Linked DNA regions of Sus scrofa: region 2 is linked to region 1. Evidence: chromatin contacts called from public HiChIP or PLAC-seq data. All regions are on one chromosome and are shown on one strand. The core of a region is the stretch at or near the end of the contact, and the rest is flanking DNA. Distances in the headings are between cores, read along the strand shown. Region 1 holds the start of CXHXorf21. Region 2 holds the start of GK (glycerol kinase).

Region 1 (3,952 bases), core at 1,073-3,572:
GTGTTTGTGGAGGTAAGTAAGACCCACTCTAGGATATCCACACTGTATCTGGTTGTGGTTGAACCTACACTAGAATGAATGAAACAATATTTAGCCCTGAAGTTGCTACGACCTCTTGCTCAGATCTAAATTCTTTCTTAAAATTTTATTTTATTTTTGGCCATGCTCACAGCATGCGGAAGTTCCTGGACCAGGGATCAAATCTTCACTACAGCAGTGACCCAAACTACAGTAGTGACAACAGAAGATCCTTAATCACTAGGCCACCAGGGAACCCCTCACAGCTAAATTCTTGATGGGCTAAAAAAGCCAGGAGACATCCCTGGGCTTGATTTTAAAGGATTATACTGCAAATGGAACCTGCCCCTGGGGCAATGAGTCTGGTTGTTCTAGCGGTAGCAGGTTAAGTCAGATTTCAGACAAATTGAGAAACTGTGTTATGGCTCATAGGTGGGAACCTGATTTTTTAACTGGATCTAAGAAATGTTCCATGAAATAATGCAAAAAATTTTAAAAAGGAAAAAAAGTTAGTACACTTTTAATGGTATAACTTTTCAAAATAAGTCATAGATCAAAGGTAAACAAAACAGGAGTACCTCCTTTGGTGCAGTGGGTTAAGAATCCCACTGCAGTGGTTCTGGTTGCTGTGGAAGCATGGGTTCAATTTCCTGCTCAACTCTGTGGGTTAAGGGATTGGCATTGCCACAGCTGCGAGGTAGGTTGCAGCTGTGGCTCAGATTCAGTCCCTGGCCTGGGAACTTCCATATGCTGCAGGTGCAGCCATAGAAAAAAAAGGTAAATAAAAGATATCCATTAAGTAGAAATGTTTACATATTCAGAGTTTGGAACTTAGCTTTGATCAGAGTTAGGTAGCAAAAGGTATCAGAGGCGGATAATTATTTGGGGCAGGATTATTCTTTGTTGGTTTAATTTAAACAAGGAGGGAAAACTAGCTAAATTATTTTGAGAACTCTGTTTAGAGTTTTTCTACTTTGGGGCAAGAATAACTGATCTATTTGCAGACAAACTTCTCTGTCCTCCAGGAAAAATATATGAGCTATAAAAATCACACAAAATTAAATATGACTTAAAAATGCTATTTTTAAAAAGTAATACATATACACGGTAGAAATTTCAAAAGGATACCCAATGTGAAAATTAAGACTCATTTCCAAAAGGCAACTGCCTTTTTCTAGTTCCTTGTATATCCCTATAGAACTATGCTATGCATCAGCAAATATATGTGCATATATATATATATTCCTTTAAAAACACATATTGGAGAATATTATATCTTATATAGTATTGCTAAGTAATGTAACTTGGAAATCTATTCCTTTTTAAAAAAATTTTATGGCTGCCTCTGTGGCATATGGAAGTTCCTGGGCCAGGAATTAAATCCAAACCACAGGTGCTTCGATGCTGGATTGTTTAACTCACTGCTCCAGGGCCAGGCCAGGGATCCAACTCATGCTTCCACAGTGAACTGAGCCATTGCAGTCAGATTCTTAACTTACTGTGCTAGGGCAGGAACTCTGAGATCTTTTCCTTCTGTTATACATAAAGCCACTTCACTCTAACAACTGCATCATTTTCTATGGTAGGGATATACTCTCAGGTATTTAGCCAATATCCCATTTATGAATATTTTTTCCTAGCTGTTTCTTTGTTTTGTTTTGCTTTTGTTTTGTTTTCTTGTTGGTGCCTTCAGCATGTGGAAGTCCCTGGGCTAGGGCTCAAACCCGCACCACAGGAGTGACAATGCTGGATCCTTAACCTGCTCAGACACAAAGGAACTCCTTTGAGTTATTTCTTAATGCTGCGACAAATATCTTTTCACATGTCTTTGTGCACAGGTGCAAATATATCCAATGGATAAACTTTAGAAATAAAAATTGTTGAGAACAAGTGCTTGAATATTTAAAATTTCAGAAAAAATCTTGGACAGATACTGATAAATTGCCTTTTAAAAATGTTTATAATCTCATTAATAGTGAATGAGACTGCTTGTTTATCCACAAACTTGCCCACTCGTGTACTAACACCTTTTTTACTTTGGTTAATTTGAAAGAGAAAACTGTTTTCATTTGCATTTTTAAAAATTATGAGTACAAGTGAGAAATAATACTTCTTAAAAATTATAAGTTAATGATGGAACTGGGAATTCACTAAATCATATATGACTTTGGCTCTCTTTTGGGAGAGGGGACCCAGAGAATTGATTGTTAGAGGAGTCAATTTATGTCGAGAGGGTTCTTACATAATGTGTAGCAATAAACTATTTTAACAAGAGACAGTTTCATAGATAGGTTTCATTTTTCGAAAAAGGGGAAGAAACACCATTCTGTGGCTCGATGTGGGTTTGGCAGTTATTGCCTCCCCCTTCCTGGGACTTCCCACTGTTCTTTAGCACAAATCAAACTTGAGCAAAAACAAGTTTTTCCATAGGATCAGTTATAAAAAAAACAGCAACTGCGATGATCAGCTTAATGACCAAGTTTCTTGGTCTTACCAGTGAAAAGTAGACTCACCAAAGGCTTGTGAACATTTCTGGCAAAAGCACTGGCTGGCTTGTTCATCTCTTATATGGTCAATCGTTGTGTTTCTGCGGGACCAAAGGCACAGACTGGTTAGTGAAGGTAAGCAAAGGAGGCAACAGGCTCTCTGACTATGAACTTTTTCTGTCATTTCTCTTCTTAAACTTTCTTCGCCCTTTATCATCAGAACTCAGCTCCCGCCTCATGACATCTAAAACGCTCTTCTCATTTACCAAATTAGAGCTGAGTGGACATGTAAGTAAGCCTTCAATGGAGTTATACAATAATGACAAATGAAGCCAAGTATCCTCTTCCTCTTACCTCATTCTCACATTTTGAGCATTTCTAAAATTTTCTTTTTACCTGAATTTGACTGGTCTGATCGAAGAGTTGTTTAATTTATTCAGTCCCTGTTCACTAACTGCTACACAGGTTTAGCTTTTGTGTTTTTTTTAAAGGCCTAAAAACCTAAGCAGAATTTGGCAGGGGCAGAGTAACTCTTAAATCTGGTCCCAAAGATGGAGTTTTAGAGATGACTACAATCACAATAAATCCCAATTGGATTTGACTCTAAATTATTCATTGGATGAGCCAGTGATAAGTGTTCTTCTATGTGGCAAGACACACTCAAAGTGAACGTGTTCTACAGCGATGTGCTTTTTGAATTGCCATCTGGGTGATTTGGGGCAAGTCTCCCTATTGGTATTAAAGATAGTATATACACAGGTGGGCTTCTGTTTGAGTTATCTTTAGACCTGATCAAACAGTCTTTTTCTTTCTTTTTTTTGTGTCTTTTATTTTATTTTTTATAATTTTTTTATTTTCCCACTGTACAGCAAGGGGGTCAGGTTATCCTTACATGTATACATTACAATTACATTTTTTCCCCCACCCTTTGTTCTGTTGCAACACGAGTATCTAGACAAAGTTCTCAATGCTATTCAGCAGGATCTCCTTGTAAATCTATTCTAAGTTGTGTCTGATAAGCCCAAGCTCCCCAAACAGTCTTTTTCTTATGCACATATCCCGACACTTGAATATCAACTTGCTTTGGCCAGAATATTCATACTGATATTTTTAAACAACTTCTTGTGTAGGTCAGTGTAAGAAGATCGTGTTTCTGAGCTTGAGAAGCCTCTTGGAGCAGTAGAGTATATTTGAAAATTGTGTAAAACATTCATATTATAATAGTAGTTTGGGGCTGTATAAGCATAGTGCACTAACTTTATTATCTGAGTAAAGCGATGTTTTCAAGATCTCCTTCAAGTTACTGAAACATTTCCAAACACATACCTAGTGATTATCTCAGATATGTAAGATACTGTCCCTCTGAGCTCTTCAAAACATGATAGAATGTAAATTTGCCTTCATTAACTAAATCTAGTTACTTCCCCCCATTTTTATCTTGTGAAGTT
Region 2 (3,952 bases), core at 399-2,898, 86 kb before region 1:
CCTGCAAGCATCTGTATGGGCAAATCTTGAATAAAGCTTCAAAATTCAACCCACAGTTAGTCAGCATACATGTCTCAATGCTCTTTCTTAATTTGGAAAGATGGTAATAATGATTGAATATTTTACATATTAAATCCAGTTAGGCAAACTTTCTTACTTATGATTCAGGATTACTTTCCAAACATTTATATGAAAATCAAGACAAAGTGAAACCTGCCCTGGGTGATCATATGATAAACAATATAAGAGACAGGAGAATTACGTCTTGGCAGCTCAAACCAGGGTAGGTCATTAAATACCATTCAAACTAAAACTTGACTAAAGGCTTTCACTTCAGACAAGAGAAACAAGTATCAAAACCAAGGTACAAATTCAGGTTTCAGCTAAATGGTCACAGAGCTTTCAAAATATATACAGTGTATATACAATGTATATATACGGTATACTAAATAATGCATGAAAACATGATTTGAGGCAAAGAAGTGAAGAGAGAGCTAAGTAATCATTAAATATTTACATCAACTTGCCAGGTTAGTCAAATGTCCATTGAAAGCATGGGCTCTTAACCAACAATCGTTTATTTAAATTATTTTTAAAGTACCTTTCTGAACTCAGTGCTAGATCACTGTAAGAGCTAGTTTTTTAATTGCACAAAACAATTTAATCAGCAGAGAGTCACTTAAACAGCACTCCACTATGTCAAAACTCTGTCATACATAGTAAATAAAAAAAAAAATTCCCTGTCAATTTAAGCTGTGAAGCGAGGCGAGGACAATCATCTTTGTAATGCGCAAAGTATCAGAGCTAAAATTGACAAATCCTCGAGATTAAATTAAGATTCTGGTTAAAGCAGTGTAATTTGACTCTTTGCCAAAGTGTTCGGCCACTCTCCCCGCCCTCCTCCTAGCGTTCTACCTTCTGCAGTTTCTGGGGAGAGGAAGATAACGCATCATCACGCTAATACTACATTCGTTCTACAGCTCCAAAGGACGCTGGGTTAGGCTACCACAGTCGTGACACAGCTTCCCCCCCACCCCCGCCCCCGCCCCATTCAAGGACGTCCTGCTCCCGGCAGGCCAAATGCTTCTGGGGAAGACTGCAGCAGCGGTCAATGTGGCCACCTGTCCCTGGCTGCAGGCGGGCCGCTCTGCACGGATGTTCGGCGAGTCCTAGCTTCCTCTGGGGTAGGAGTCCCTTCATTAGTAGGGGACCCGGCTCCACAATCAAGGCCAGGGCTGCTCAGCTCAGCTGCGGGGGTCGCGAGAGGCTGTGTTCCCCCAGGCCCGGGCGGAGAAGCTCCAGCGTGGCAAGTCCCGCTCTGGGCCCTTGGCCTCCTTCCCTTGCCTGGGGGCCAGGGCTCTGGGTCGTGGGAAGAACGGGACGGCGACGCGACATCCCGCCCCACGGTCCCAAGGCTCCCGCTCAGGTTCAGCACCTCTTCAAGTGCAACCCCCGGCTCACCAAAAAGCGCGTCGAGCTGGTGCCCTGGTCCACTGCTCCCACCAACGGTCCCAAAACTGCTTTATTCGCGGCTGCCATGAAACCAGCTTGGGGTCGGCGAGGAATTGCAGCCCGTTTCCTTGGTGACGGCGGCGGGCGGAGAGTAGGGCGGCGAGTCGGAAGGGCCAGGCGGCTGGCGGCAGTAGATCGCTCTGTTCGCGCTCCAGGCAGCCCCTTTACCGGCTCAGAGGCTCTACCCCGCCCCTCCAGCCCAGGCCCCGCCCCCACCCGCGTTCCCCACGACTCCGGGGGCGGGGTTGGGGCAGGCGCTGTCTGCCTGGCCAGCCAATTACCGAATGCGGAAAGAGAAGGGCTGTTCAGACAATCTGAGGCTAGACAGACCTCACGGGGGCGGGGCCAGGGCGCGGCGGAGGCGGTGGCCCGCGCGGCAGGTCACGTGGGCCGGGGAACCCGGCGGCAGAACCCTCCTGCCGCTGGGCCGGAGGCGGAGGCCGGTGCTGCCCTTTGGCAGGGAGGGTCAATGGCCCGGGGAAAGGGCACAACCCCACCCACACCCTGGGGCTTCCTCTAGCGGCTGGGTCCCAAAGGGCAGAACTGCTTGTTCCTCTGGTGGGATGTGCAGAGCACGGCGTGAGTCACTCCGGACCAACCCTGCCAGGCCTTCCCGCGCTTCCCACGCCCCGCCCACTTCCCTGTTCCCCGCTCGAGATCAAAATAATCCCCCTCTAAAGGGACTGACCCTTTGTAGGGTCACATTCAGGAGCAGCGCAAATCTTTTGCCTTTGGAGGCTTTTCAGGGACAAGGAAAGCCTAAGTTCCTTCGGTTTAGCTTTTAGGGGAAGCCCTCAAAATCACCATCCCCAGGTCATCAATTGACCACCCGCGAAGATTTCCCGAGGCACCTCCTTGTCCTGAAGCGCCCTTGCTCCTATCTTGACCTGACTGTGTCTCCTCCCTCATACGCTATTTCCTCGCCATAGGTTAAGTGCTCTAAACAGCAAAAGGAGAGAAAAGAGGCCTTCTCATTTGACCTTGAATTTACCTTGCCAGGATTCTTTTGGATCCTGGAAGTATGAATCTTGTTCCAGAGTTTGAAAACCCCTGGCAGTTGCAGAGGTTTTCAAACTCAGGAATAAGATTCACTGTATGAGTAGTTTACAGAACAGGGCCGGGCATATGTGTGGGTGTGTGCACATGCATTTATTTATAATTTATATAGTTATATATTCATTTTTTCAAGTATTTAAAATGCTACCAAAACAATATTTATCCTTCTGTGCTATACATTCGAACTTATTTATACTATTGCATATCATTTTTTAAAATGCTGGTTGGAAAAATCACTAAATTGACTTTGTAAACCAGGCCCTATCAATATCAAAAGCATTGTACTATTCCCACTCTCACTTTTTTTCCTGTTCCATTACTCCAGTCTCTGTGTTCTGTAACATCATTTCTATTTTACACCCTCTTGCTTTACCTAGCACCACCTCACTTATTTATCTCTGTGTTTATAGTTTTACCACTTTTGCTCTGGAAGCAAATTTTCTTTTTTCTTTTGGCTTTTTAGGGCTGCACCCGAGGCATATGGAGGTTCCCAGGCTAGGGGTTGTATCAGAGCTGTAGCTGCTACTAGGGGTTGTATCAGAGCTCTAGATGCCGGCCTACCCCACAGCCACAGCAATGCCAAATCAGAGCTATGTCTGCAACCTACACCACAGCTCACAGCAATGCCAGATCCTTAACTCACTGAGCAAGGCCAGGGATTGAACCTCTGTCCTCATGGATACTAGTGAGATTCATTTCCGCTGAGCCAAAATAGGAACTCTGCAAATTTTCTTATATTCTGTCTAGAAATCAAATTGTGGTGTTCCAGATGAGGCCTACTTATGGGGATGCTGAACTTAATAACTAAGGATAAACTGGCTTGCTTTAGGATAGGAGTGCAGATGGATCAGTATTTCTGAATTTTCTGGAGAAGACACAGGCATACAGGTGAATATAAAGGAACTAGGCTAACTTGCCCCTAAACTCCCTGAAAAACCTTAATTGAACGATATAGATAAGGATTTCCTTGACTCAAACTAGCAGTAAAAAGAAAGCCACCTAACCTAACACATGGATCCAATTAAAAAAAAATCCCTGCTCATGTTTGAACTTTTACACACTTTTGACTCTCAGATTCTGACGGAACAGCAAATTATTTGTTCAGCAGTATTGTGTGATCAGAATTCAGAAGCTTCAGAATAAGTAGGGCTAGATATACATGAATGATTCTGAAACTTATTGATTCTGTGGTTCCTGCAATAGTTTGTGTTCTGCATCATCATTCCTTTTACCAAAACAGAACTTAAAGCCATTGAGGAAATGTGACTTATGCACATCTCATCCTGAAGGAATATGAACTTTGACCCCTTCTTGTCTTAACACAAGCATTTAGAACATCTGCCCAGTGATCCAGATACTTAAGATACTTATCGGACCCTTACTC

What was found. HiChIP or PLAC-seq counts read pairs in DNA pulled down with a chosen protein or histone mark.
Region 2: a contact with region 1 is called in an H3K27ac HiChIP or PLAC-seq map of alveolar macrophages. The contact joins the promoter of GK here to the promoter of CXHXorf21 in region 1. A contact is called at or near these places in 1 of 5 promoter capture datasets (liver), 1 of 47 Hi-C or Micro-C datasets (embryonic fibroblasts) and 1 of 2 datasets of contacts at active chromatin or transcription factors (alveolar macrophages).

What each region holds. Positions count from the first base shown.
Region 1 is chrX:26,383,303-26,387,254 of Sscrofa11.1, reverse strand. CXHXorf21 reads left to right here and starts at 2,322. Exons shown (of 2, transcript XM_001925715.4): 1 at 2,322-2,639.
Region 2 is chrX:26,468,265-26,472,216 of Sscrofa11.1, reverse strand. GK (glycerol kinase) reads right to left here and starts at 1,648. Exons shown (of 19, transcript NM_001143708.1): 1 at 1,462-1,648. The coding sequence starts at 1,539.